3 separate regions of the Mus musculus genome follow, and all the other regions are linked to region 3. Evidence: chromatin contacts called from public ChIA-PET data. All regions are on one chromosome and are shown on one strand. The core of a region is the stretch at or near the end of the contact, and the rest is flanking DNA. Distances in the headings are between cores, read along the strand shown. Region 1 has its middle 32 kb from the start of Gm33273. Region 2 has its middle 38 kb from the start of Fabp5. Region 3 overlaps Pag1 (phosphoprotein associated with glycosphingolipid microdomains 1).

What was found. ChIA-PET counts read pairs in DNA pulled down with a chosen protein or histone mark.
Region 1: a contact with region 3 is called in an RNA polymerase II ChIA-PET map of effector CD8 T cells, with 93 read pairs. The contact joins two enhancer-like sites. A contact is called at or near these places in 2 of 484 Hi-C or Micro-C datasets (bone marrow-derived macrophages and nephron progenitors) and 2 of 115 datasets of contacts at active chromatin or transcription factors (effector CD8 T cells and memory CD8 T cells).
Region 2: a contact with region 3 is called in an RNA polymerase II ChIA-PET map of effector CD8 T cells, with 7 read pairs. The contact joins two enhancer-like sites. A contact is called at or near these places in 3 of 115 datasets of contacts at active chromatin or transcription factors (bone marrow-derived macrophages, effector CD8 T cells and pancreatic cancer cells).

Annotation. Positions count from the first base shown.
Region 1 is chr3:9,915,220-9,919,258 of GRCm38.p6, reverse strand. No RefSeq gene overlaps it. Among named protein-coding and RNA genes, the nearest start is that of Gm33273, 32 kb to the right of the region's middle. Within about 2 kb of position 2,363, at least 11 of the 459 cell types and tissues checked have an H3K27ac peak or open chromatin away from gene starts, as enhancers often do. A contact at or near this core is called in effector CD8 T cells and memory CD8 T cells, where this site is marked.
Region 2 is chr3:9,972,097-9,976,448 of GRCm38.p6, reverse strand. No RefSeq gene overlaps it. Among named protein-coding and RNA genes, the nearest start is that of Fabp5, 38 kb to the left of the region's middle. Within about 2 kb of position 1,643, at least 175 of the 459 cell types and tissues checked have an H3K27ac peak or open chromatin away from gene starts, as enhancers often do. A contact at or near this core is called in bone marrow-derived macrophages and effector CD8 T cells, where this site is marked.
Region 3 is chr3:9,752,605-9,756,892 of GRCm38.p6, reverse strand. All of the region lies in intron 2 of Pag1 (phosphoprotein associated with glycosphingolipid microdomains 1), which reads left to right. Among named protein-coding and RNA genes, the nearest start is that of Pag1, 79 kb to the left of the region's middle. Within about 2 kb of position 1,717, at least 74 of the 459 cell types and tissues checked have an H3K27ac peak or open chromatin away from gene starts, as enhancers often do. A contact at or near this core is called in bone marrow-derived macrophages, effector CD8 T cells and memory CD8 T cells, where this site is marked.

The DNA.
Region 1 (4,039 bases), core at 1,114-3,613, 160 kb before region 3:
TTATTAGAACAGTACTTTAAAAAGAGAAATAGTTTCACACCTGGAAGAGGTCTTAGAAATAGTAGTTCATAGCTGAACTTGAAAATAAGAAATTCAAAGTTTGGACTATTATTCCTGAGAGAGGTTCCCTGGGGACTGTGAAGAATAAATAGGAAAGATTCATGTTCCTGACCACTCAGGGGAAAGTGTCACAGTAGTCAGGGTGCTATCTAGGTACCAGCAGGGGACCATGGTGGCTAGGAAGCCCAGAACCAGTTTTAACTTTATCACAATTTCATAGTCCCTTTTGCCTCTTAACATAAATCTACACAGAGTCTGAGATTGTCTGCAGATAGCTTGATAGCTTTGGATGGCTGGTTCAGGCTGGACAGTGAAATTAGAAGCTATTTAATCACGTACCAGTTCTGTAAATGATGGATCTTAAGTCACTTATCTGTGCCTCGGTTTCCAAGTCTTTAAAGTAAGAAGATTGTATATTAAATGGCTTACATATACATTCCTAAGCCAAATTCTGTTTTCCTGGTTAGCATGAATAACAAGTTTGAAAACAATTATGAAACTGGATTTTTTTTTCATGGAGAATATTCTATCAGTTTTAACTACTGGGTGTTGCAGATTCGTGCAAGCATTTGCATGGCCCCTGTCTTCAGCATGAGCAATGGTCTGCCTACCACTGTATATAATTGTTTTGTCCTTTCTTAAAAGACATCCATTCTCTTCCATTGCTTCTCTTCCCTCCTTCCCATTTACACCAACCTTCTATTCTGAGAGAGAGAGAATGAGAGAGAGAGAGAGAGAGAGAGAGAGAGAGAGAGAACAGAGACATAGAGACAGAGACACAGAGAGAGGCAGAGAGAGACACAGAGCAAGACAGAGAGAGACACACAGAGACACACAGAGAGAGACAGAGAGACAGAGAAACACAGAGAGACACACACAGAGTGAGACAGAGAGACAGAGAGAGAGACAGACAGACAGACATACAGAGTACCAAGAGTATCCTGGAGCTTCTTTCATTCAGTTTTCAAAAACACACAGAAGCAAACTTTGAGACCGTGTGTCTTGGTCACTATTCTAGTGATGTAAAGAGACACCATGATCATGGCAACTCTCAGAAAGAAAGGCATTTAATTGGGGCTTGTTTACAGTTTCAGGAGTTTGGTCCATTATCATGGTAGGGAGCATGGTGGCACACATGGAGCCATGGTGCTGGAGAGGCAGTTGAGAGCTCTCCAACTGGATCCACAGGCAGCCATTCTTTTTATTATTAATTTATGTATTTATTCACTTTTCATCCCAATTGCAGCCCCCTCCCTCCTCTCTTCTGAGTCTCATCCTCATACATTTCTCCCTCATTACCGCTCCCATTCTCCTCAGAGAAGGGGAAGCCCCACTTGGGTACCAGCCCACCCTGTGGCAACAAGTGAAAGCAAGTCCAAGCACATCAGATGACATCCTTACACAAACTACCAAGCCCACCTAGCTTATTTTATATTCCATCCTCACACACTTCCATTTCACAGAACAAATCACAACTTAATGAGAGACATATATATATATATGTATATATATATATATATGCTTTCTAATAAAACTATCACTCCCATAAAACAACAACTGAGAAACCATGCAGGATTTGCACACGCGTTTCCTCTCAACTTCTGCTCCTGCTCATCCAGGCTCAGATTAGCCTGAAGATAAATTTTTGATCAATTACAAGGGTGATGAAAGAAATTGGCCTGATTATAAGATCAGTGTAAAACTCAGCTAAGCAAGGGCACGCATAGTGTCGGAAGAAACTCAGGTCATCAAGGGTCACCTCCATGGTGGCAGGAGTCTGGGAGAGGTAGATCCAGTCAGTTCCAGAAAGGAATTAACCTGATCCCTAAGCAGCATGTGTGGTGACAAGTGCAGAGGTGAGGCTGAGGCCCAGGTGGCAGCTAGAAGCTTGGCACAAGGAGCTGCTCTCCCGGACTAAGCTTCTCACTTAATGAGCTGCTCTCCCGGACTAAGCTTCTCACTTAATAAGCTGCTCTCCCAGGCTAAGCTTCTCACTTAACTGAGTGAACTTACTAAAGCTTTTCCTGCTTTTCAGGTTTGAGTCCAGAGGTGCAAGGGGCAACAGAAAACAAAACGTGGCTTTCTGCACAAGCCCTTCTTTTCAGAAAATTAGTTCCTGACTTTTGAAATAGTCCCCTAAACTCCAAGTCCCCTAAACGCCAAGTCCCAAACATCACAGCACCTGGAGGAGCCAAGAGTACTCAAAAAGCCTTTCAGAAAATATGCACAGGAAATCAGTAGCAATCACACACAGGAAAGGCGCGGCTCCGTGTGAATTTGATGCTGATTTGATTTTTTTTTTTTTGCAACTCGACAGAAGCTAGCTTGATCTAGGAAGTGGGAACATCCGTTGAGAAAAGGCCTCCATAAGCTTGACTTGCAGACAAGTCTGCAGGGCCTTTAATCATTAATGATTTTTATGGAAGGATCCAACCCACTGTGGGTGGTGCCACCCTTGGGCAGATGGTCCTGGAGTGTATCAAAGAGCAGGCTGACAAACACTGTATGGAAGTCGGGGATTCTTATGGAAGAGTTGGGGGAAGGATTGAAGGCCCTGAATGGGATAGGAACTCTACAGGAAGACCAACAGAGTCAACTAATCTAGATCTTTGGAGCTCTCAGAGACTGAGCCACCAACCAAAGAATATACCCAGGCTGGAACGAGGTCCCTGGCACGTATGTAACAGACATGCAGTTCAGTGTCCATGTGGTGCCTCCAACAACTGGAGTGGAGGCTGTCCCTAAAGCTATAGCCTGACTGTGGAATCTGTTCCCCGACAGGGCTGCCTCGTTGGCCTCAGTGGGAGAGGATATATCTAATCTCGCAGAGACTTGATCCACCAGGGTGGTGGGATACCCAGGGTGGGGCCATCCTCTCCAGAGGAGAAGGGGAGGGTTTTGTGGGGAAGGACTCCGTGAGGGGGAAATCCTATGGAAGCAGAGTGTGGGATGTAAATAAGAAAGTAAATAAATAAATAAATTTAAACGAGTGCAAGCCGAGGGAAGCAAGCCAGTGAGAACCAGTGCCTCCACTTCAGCTCCTGCCTCAGCAACTGACTATAACAGAGACTGTGAGATAAAATGAACTGCTTTAACACAGCGACAGAAAGCAAACCAGAACACGGCTGGCTCGGTGGCTCGGTGGCTCGGTGGTTAAGAGCATGCACTACGCTTGCAGGGGACCCAAGACCAACTTCCAGCACCCATATTGGAAAGCTCACATACACTTGTAATACCAACTCCAGGGTATATGACATGCTCTTCTGGCCTCTACGACACCTGCGTTCATACGCACATACCAATACATATAATTTTAGGAAATGATTTTAAGAAAAGGAAATAAGTCTTAAGTATAAAATAAAATGTAGTTTACTGCTGAAGCCCCAGTGCCAGTACATACCATTCCTATCAACAGAAATCAATGCGACGATTGCAAAGTCAGCATCCTCACAGATGGACTAAGTTCATATTTTCTATACTTCCATTATCCTGAATCTGGACGTGACTGAAAATACATCCAAATTAATGTCCAACATGCTGCAGCTTACGATGTGGTTATAGACTCCTCAGGGAACAGAATTAAACCATCGAACCCATCTTCTGTGTCCAGGGTGAAAGGTTAATGGGCTGACTAAGATGCTAAACAAATTACAAAGCAATGTCCCTTGGAGGGAGAGATGAGGAAAAACATCAAATGCTTATTTGACATTTTCCCCTCAGTTCTGCAAATGTTGTAAATAGCAGTAAAATAATCGCAGAGAAGCCACCAAGGCTGAATGGCTATCTAATGAAGAGTCCCTGCCAGCTAATTCAGGTTTTTGCTTTGTTGCGTGGAATAGAGTGGGTCACCTAAAAATGTTATTTACATTTAGCAAATGACTGAGAAGAAACTCCAGAAAAGCTGGCTCTGCTCAGTCTCTCACACCAAGCAGACAAAAGAACCTGGGGATCCAACCACCGTTCACATTATCAGGACCCG
Region 2 (4,352 bases), core at 394-2,893, 220 kb before region 3:
TGTACTGCCTAGTTTTATGTCAACTTGACACAGCTGGAGTTATCACAGAGAAAGGAGCTTCAGTTGAGGAAATGCCTCCATGAGATCCAACTGTAAGGCATTTTCTCAATTAGTGATCAAGGGGGAAAGGCCCCTTGTGGGTGGGACCATCTCTGGGCTGGTAGTCTTGGTTTTATAAGAGAGCAGGCTGATCAAGCCAGGGGAAGCAAACCAGTAAGTAACATCCCTCCATGGCCTCTGCATCAGCTCCTGCTTCCTGACCTGCTTGGGTTCCAGTCCTGACTTCCTTGGTGATGAACAGCAGTATGGAAGTGTAAGCCAAATAAATCCTTTCCTACCCAACGTGTTTCTTAGTCATGATGTTTGTTCAGGAATAGAAACCCTGACTAAGACACCAAGTAACCTTGCTTTCTGTTGCTTCTGTTCTTGTGTTTGCCTCCTGCCATCTGATTATCTCAAGTGCTGCTGCCCTCAATATATCTGATTGGAGCCTGTCCTTCCTGTAATTCCAGTTGATTCAGGACTCCTCAGAGTCCAGCTTTCTCTGTGATCCTGTGATTCCAGAGCTTGTAAACCTGAGATTCTGGGTGTGTCAGAGTTCTTGGCAGTCAAGCTTCCTCTGAGACCCTCAGATCCTGGTGTGACCAAGCTCCTGGGATGCTGTGATCCTGGAATCCTAAGATCCTTGGCCTGTTACAGTACTTGGAAGTGGAGTCTCTTCTGGAGACTGTGGGGCTGTCTTGTGTGTTTGAAACCAAGGTGTACCAGCACTAAGCAGAAGGAACCTGAACTGCTGGTCAGGCAGGGCTCCTGTGTCCTTGCTCCTGCTATCACAGGCCCGTCACGGTCAGTGATTCTAAGATCCTGGATGTGCTAGAGCGCCTTCGGCGTGGAGAGTCCTCTGGGGAGCTCCGGACCATCCGTCCAGTTGGCACCCAAGGTCTCTTCAGCTTTTTACAAACAGGCCATATGGTGCCATGACTCAGATTTAGGAACTCTGCAGATTTGCATGCCACCCCAGCTACTACATGGAGATTCATGCTGGCTAGCTCAGAACAGGTCAGAGTTACTGTCAGCATGATCCCAGGGAAGAGTTCTTGAGCTCGGAGCTACCCCTCTGTTGTCTTTGAGAATGGGAGACAGTCAGTCTTTCACTGGCCCTCATTCTAGGACTTCTTCCCTTGGGTGAGATTCCCTCTCCTTTTGAGACAGTTTCTTTCTCTCTGCTGAGAAATTTCCAGGCTTGGGTAAACTGCTCTCTCTGGCTCAGGAGCACGGGCGCCAAGCATTAGCCCTCAGGCCCCCACGTGATGACCTGGCCGTCTGGCCTAGGCTGGAATCTCTCTTGGGTTGTTAATGCCCTCAGGACACTGGTAGGGGCAGTTAATAACCCTTTTCTCTCACTTGGGGTCAGTCTTAGTGGGATGTCTTGGTCTAAAGCAATATCTGCATGGCAACTAGACTGACACTTTCTCTCTAGGGACCCATAGTCTCTTTCCCCTACCCCTCCCTCATTTGCAGTCTGCTGCAGCCACTAGTTCAGCCAGTTCACCTAAAAAAATGGGTCTGGCCCCACCCCTTGCGTCCTGCCAGGGCCCCCATCTGTGAGACTTGCTTTCCCACTTGCGAGAGCACACTAGGGAGCCCCTCCCTCCCTCCCTCTTTCTCTTTCTCTCTCTCCCTTCCTGCCGGGGACTTATAAAATGATGTCTAGCTGCGCCACAAGAATAACGTGCAGGTCGCTGGAATACAGAACAGACTACTTTGGGGGCTTCTCGTCCCCCACCCACCACGGACTCCTTCTGCCGAAGCACTGGGCCACAACTTCTGGCTGCTAGTAGGAAGTCCCACCCCATACCCGGTCAAAGTAAACAGACTTCCTGCTGCCTCTGCCTAGAGCCACTGCTGCCTGACACACTGTTCCCACTGCTGCAGCAGCTTGCAACCACCACCCCGCCCGTTCAGCAGCAGGAGCGCACACGCCATTATCGTGGCTCCTAGCAATCTGTACTCAGGGCTACAGGCTATGTACCCGTTCCACTCCACCTGAGTGCACGCCTGGTACCTCAACTGCACACGTACATGCATGCACCAGCCACTCCCTCGCTCCGCAGACTAACCATTCCCACGGCTTGCCTGCCAGCTTTAAACTTTCATTCCTGTCCTGTCTTGATCGATGGTGTCTTTTACTACTGCCATTGAATGATAGTGTGCTCTATTCAGATATAACCAATCGATATAGCCCTCCATCTTATCAGAAGTCTGCTAATTATTAAGATTATTACAGACAGAATTCCCGACGCCTCTAACAGTTAACCCCACCAGGTCTCAGAAGATGAGGACACAACTACAAGATACTGCTGAGATTGTGATATGATAATAACTGAAAAATGCAGTGGACAAAAGTGGATGCTCTGAGTCAAATGACTTAGCTAAATCAAGGTAAACCATTTCTCATATCACACTTATCCATTCCACAGAGAAAAGGCCCTGTGTCTTCTGCTCTTGAAAGCCAGACTGACTGCCCATGTTGCCATGGAGACCGTGGAGAGCACGGGGACTCTTAGCTAGTGGACTCTGTCATTTTTTAAATAATATGACTGGTAGATTATTCTTTCTCACACTTCCGACTACACTGACAGCTAAGCTAACTGTAGCTTGACAGCTAGAAAAAGCTTCCCCAGATGTCATCTGTTATCTCCTTACCTAAACTCTGTTTCCATTCATTAAATGCTTCATGTTTCCTCTTCTTGCTATGCCACTGCCCTAATATTATTCAAGTTCTTATAAACTTGCCTAATTCTAACACAACATTCCACTATACTATCCAACTTTTTAATCACAGATTCTTGTTCCTTCTGACTCACAAAAGGCTCATCTTAAAGACTATTCATGGTGTTAACTCTTGTTGTTATCTCTTTTGTAAATTTATAAGCTGGAGGAAACCCACTCAGATCTACCTCTCATGGACCAGATAGACTCCACTCAGATAAGTCCATCTGCCCAAAGTTCCCTCTTACTACTTATTATTCCAGAGGGTGGGATTCCTCTGGGATTCAACTGTACATCTAAGAAAAAAAAATTTTACTTTCTCCCAAGCACACTTAATCTTATTCTCTACCTATAATAATGTGTTTCAACACCCTGTCAAGTCCAGGCGCTTACTACACCCAGGACAGCTCCACAGAGGCAGCCTCCAGATGCTCCATCTCCTGTCACAGACACAGACGCGTCTAATACACCCAGGACAGATCCACAGAAGCAGCCTCCAGGTGCTCCATCTCCTGTCACAGACACAGATGCGTCTAATACACCCAGGACAGCTCCACAGAGGCAGCCTCCAGGTGCTCCATCTCCTGTCACAGACACAGACGCTTCCACTACACCCAGGACAGCTCCACAGAAAGCCTCCAGATGCTCCATCTCCTGTCACAGAGACAGACGCTTCCACGACACCCAGGACAGCTCCACAGAAACCCTCCAGATGCTCCATCTCCTGTCACAGACACAGACGCGTCTACTACACCCAGGACAGCTCCACAGAAGCAGCCTCCAGATGCTCCATCTCCTGTCACAGACACAGACGCGTCTACTGCCTTTGTTCCTTCTGACCTATCCTCAGATGGCTCCACAGACTCTGGACAGCAGAAAACAGCCCACTCTCTCCTAAAACTGGACAAACATCCCCCATACCCTTTTTTCTAGGTTCCCTAGAGACACGTCGCCCCCAAAGCCAGCCGGAAGTAGTCAGATATCACAATGATCCTATTCCTGCTTCACCATCGCCTCTTTCTAATTTTTTCTTTCTTAATTAAACCAAAATGGAAGAATGTTAGCATTCTGTCTAACCTCCACCCCACAGTTACCTAGCAAGGTAAGTAGGTAGCCTGACCCACTATAAAAGGGGCTGCTTGCTCCCTCCTCCGTCTCTTGCTTCTCTCTTGCTCTTGTCCCCTCCTCCCTTCTTGCTCCCTGACCCCTCACCCCTTCCCCTTCCCTTCCCCTCCTCTCTCCATGTGGTCATGCCCAGCCTCCCTCCTCCTCCTCCTCCTCCTCCTCCTCCTCCTCCTCCTCCTCCTCTTCCTTTCTTGCTCCCTGTCCCCTCGCCCCTTCCCCTTCCCTTCCCCTCCTCTCTCCATGTGGTCATGCCCAGCCTCTCTCCTCCTCCTCCTCCTCCTTCTCCTCCTCCTCCTCCTCCTCCTCCTCCTCTTCTTCTTCTTCCTCTCTCTCTCTCTCTCTCTCTCTCTCTCTCTCTCTCTCTCTCTCCCCCTTTCTCTGCCTCTACTACCCTAACTCCCCTCCCCATTCCCTGAATAAACTCTGTTCTTTACTATACCATCATGTGGCTGGTC
Region 3 (4,288 bases), core at 468-2,967:
TATCTCAGGGGAGCTGACTATTAAATTGCTATCTTCTTGGCAAAAGGCTCTTGGGGTTTTATCCTAATCCTTAGTCAACACTAGGCCTCATCTGGGTGAAACACCATAAGGAAAGATGGCTACATAACAAATGGCAGACAGAGCAGGAATGGGGAGCACCCTGACCTTTAACTGAGTACCCCAAGGCAGAACTGTCACGGAAACTGTGTAAGCAGTATAATAATGCAAATGGCTCAGGAAAGAGAGCTGGGGCTTAGTCCAGGCCTACTGGAAGGAAACGCACACTTCGTTTCAGCTACAAGCTGATATGGCAGGATACTGGGACTGATTAAAATGCTGCTGTGACTGATAAAAAGCTTTCTGTATAAAGGATGGTATGCAAGACAACACAAGTCAGGGTCTGCACCACCTTTGGCCAGCCACATGCAGTGGAGAACTGCCTTTGAACTACCCAAGGGGGGGCCACAGGGGTGGGGGGCAGAAAACTCAACTGTCACCTCAGGAAGTCTCCTCTTGTCTTCCTAACTCACCACTTTTTCTCACATACATCCTCTTGCCTTCCCCGAAACTGGATCGGTTGTAACCAAAGCAAATGTGCCCCACTAACACCCACCTGTTCCCATCGACAGCGGAGGTTTGCTCAGTACTGGTGGAATTTGATTGTTCAATTGTAGTCTCCCAGGCTGAGATGCTACTGTCTGGGCCTGACCATTGGGATGACTTCCTGCAGAGCCAGGCAGATCTCACACCACAGGTGCCACTCCCACTGCTCTGAGTGGCTTTAGATGGAGCAAGCTTTCAGGTGAGTTTTAGGCATATCATAAGCTCTTTCTTATTTGGACCTTCCTGGGAGCATCACTCACCAATGTTCAGAACTTATTGCCAGTCCCGAGGAAACCTTCAGTAAAGCAGGTGCCTCGTGTTCCACTGGCTCAGTAGTCACAGACGCAGAAGGATGGATAGACAGCTCGTTTCAGGAGCCCCAAAGTCCCACAGGATAGAAGGAGATATTAAGTTGAAAGGTTTGGATTAGTTTAAGTCAGTCTTCGTTTGCAGTGTACACATGTACAGATAGTCACACAGAGAAAGGAGCCCCAAAGAACGACTAAGACCTCACGTGAGGATTCTGCTGAGGACAGATCATGACAATGTTCTGTCCTGAAGCCCAGTGTTCTAGTGATGTAGCTAGAGTTACACTGGGGTTTGCCACCTTTTTTTGAGAGTGATTTGGAAAATAGTAGAATATCTGCATCTTTTGGAATATTCTTTTTTCTTTAGTAAGAGCTTTACTGAGCTATCATTTGCTTGACATACAATCCATCCACTTAAATGATGCAGTTGGTGGGCTTACCATAGAGCGGGACACACATGCTTCATAGACCACTTCCATCACCCTTCACCACAGTTTCTACCTCCCATCTTCCCCAGCTCTCAGCAGTCACTCCTTCTCTATGCAGCCAGCTTTCTTTATTTGACCATTTGTGGACGTTTCTTGTGAATGGGATCCCCTAATATATAGAGTCACCGGCTTCTTTCCATTACCGTGTGTTCAAAGTACATCCATGTTGACCCTGTGTCAATGACATCCCACTCTGGGTGTGACTAATATACTCTGTATGCGTTTGACAGTTTAGTTTCTGTTCACCAGTTGATGGACGCCTAGGTTATTTCTGGGTTTTAGCTATTTAAATCATGGTTCTATGAACCTCTGTGCTTCTGGGGAGTTTCTGTGGTCGCTTCTCTTTGTATATATTTAGGAGTAGATAGTGACAGTTCTGTGGTTAGCACTTCCTGAGAACATCTAGACTATTTGCAAAGTGGATGGTCGTCTTGCACTCTTAGCAGAGGGTCTGCGCGTTTGGACTTCTTCCCTTCCCGCCAGCACACATTACTGTTTTAGCTGGAGGATATGAAGCAGCATCTCACGGTGGTTGACACTTGCACTTCTTTGATGATGGCATTGGCCACATGTGGACTTACTGGCTAGTTTATAAGTTCCTTTGGAGAGATGCCTATTCAGACTCTTTGCTCCTTTGGGGTTTGGATATCTTACTGTGTTTTAAGAGGTGTTTATATATTCAGGCTACAACTTCTTTATCAGGTGGTTTGCACCTATTTCTCTTCTTTGGGATGTCATCTTTAATATGTATAGTGTTCTCTAAAACTCACGTCTTTTTATGTTATATTTTATTGATTGTGTACTTGGCATCATATCAGTAGCTTCTTTGGCCAGATCTGAGCTCATGGAGACTTACCGTTTCCCTTTTTAGTAGTTTCTGTGGTTTCATCTCTTATGTTTCAACTTAACTTTAGTATGGTGTGAGTTCAGGGTTCACTCTCTCCTTTTGTATGTGACTACTACATATCCAGCCCTGTTTCCTAACGTGACTATTCTTTCTCCATTGAATTATATTCACACTTCTGTTAAAAGGCAATTGACAGTGTAAATAAAGGGATATAAACATATGGGTTTGCTAGCGTGGATAGTAAGTTTTGCCCGATTTAATCAGTATGTCTGTCTACATTTGCAATAGCAGCACTGTCTCAATCACCGCTGCCCCTGGACGACTCTTCCCTCCTGCCCAAGCTGTTCTGACAGGGCAGTTATACACTGCTCCTACTGCTCAGCTTTAAGTCGGGCTCTTTACTCATCAGGAGTAGAAGAAAATGGAGGTTGATTTTATTTGACTGTATGTGTGATACGAGGACTAAACTTAGACCCTGAGCATGTCATACATGTGTTCTACCACAAACTGTGGCCCCAGCCCTGAAATACTTTTTCTAATACGTAATGAGAGAATTTTACATTAAAACAAACAATGCAAAGCCATTGGCCTTGGGTGACTAAACCTAGCTCATCTTTCTGACTAATTCAAGAGTCTTCTGAACTTGGGCATTGACAGAGAAGCCAAGAGGTTTGTGATTAGAACTTCCATGTAAATAGAAGTGAATGTGAGAGCCTGGGAGGAGGCCTGACTTGAAAGGGAGTGAAAGCTGGAACAAAGGAAGTCACTTACCCAGGAAGCCTGGCCCTCCCACTTTGTGTGATTGACACAGAAGACCTGGAGTTGGGTTAGAGGAAGATAACCCATGACTGTGTGCCTCCTGATATTTTTAGATTTGTTTTTAAAATAAGAAAATAACAATGTAGCTGCATGGATTGCAAGCAAAGGCAGCCTTTCTCTCACGACAACTGGCAGGGAAAGAATAGTTGTATCTTAATATGATGTCATGTCTGATTCTGCACCAGAAGAAAGAAACACTCAGAAACTATGATATCCAAAGAGCAACCATAAATATGCATCTAGGTGGCCCATGTTCTGCTCACAATTGAACGTTAAAAAACAAAACATAATAGAATTTGTACCTCAGTCTGCTAAAATAATTGAGAAGTCCTGGTCTTAGTCAGCAGCTATAATTCACTATTCATATTCACTAGAATATGAATAAACTCATCGCTCACTCCATTCCTCTTCCCCCATCACCGCCTCCATCATGGTGTAAGTCCACCTGCCTCTGCCTCCCAGGTGCTGGGATTAAATGCCACCACCACCCGGAGAGGCAGGGTCTCACTAAGAGTGCTTGTTGCTCTTCTAGAGGACTGAGTCTGGTGCCTCAAACTTCCTGTAACTTCAGCTCCAGAGGCTCTGAGACGGCTCCCAGCCTCCACTGGCACCCACACAGATGACCTGTGGACGCACATGCACACACGCACTCACACACATATAAATCATTTTTAAGTACACTAAATATTCAGTATAGATGACATTTGTTGTAGAATGTAAACTGGGGTGGAGAGGAATCATGCAAGATGGGAGAAGGGTTGGGCCAGTGGCCGGATGTGGGAGCTGATGAGTCGGCAATGAGGGGCTTGCCTTCCTACAGTTGCCTCTCTCATTTCCACAGTGGGGTGAAGATGGAACGAGCACAGGCTATATCCGCATGCCCGTGGCTCCTGACAGTCACACAGCCTCCTTTCTATGGGAAAGAGTCAACTGAGTCATGGCTTACCACGCCAAAAGCAGGAATGTTCTTTTCATATAAATTCTGAGTTTTTATCTCAAATGTAGGTAGCACTTACTTGATTTTAATTGTAATATGGTAATTTACAGATTTATCTGTCACAAACTAGAAAGACTTTGAGGAAAAAAAAGTCAATTGCTTTATATTTGATCCAATGATAACATGGCTGTTACTTCAGGGGGAAAAGCCTTGTATGTTTTGAGTACCGCCAGCACTTTCACTGGTTTAGAAGTTAAAACTACGGCCTCTTTGAAGAGGAATGTGG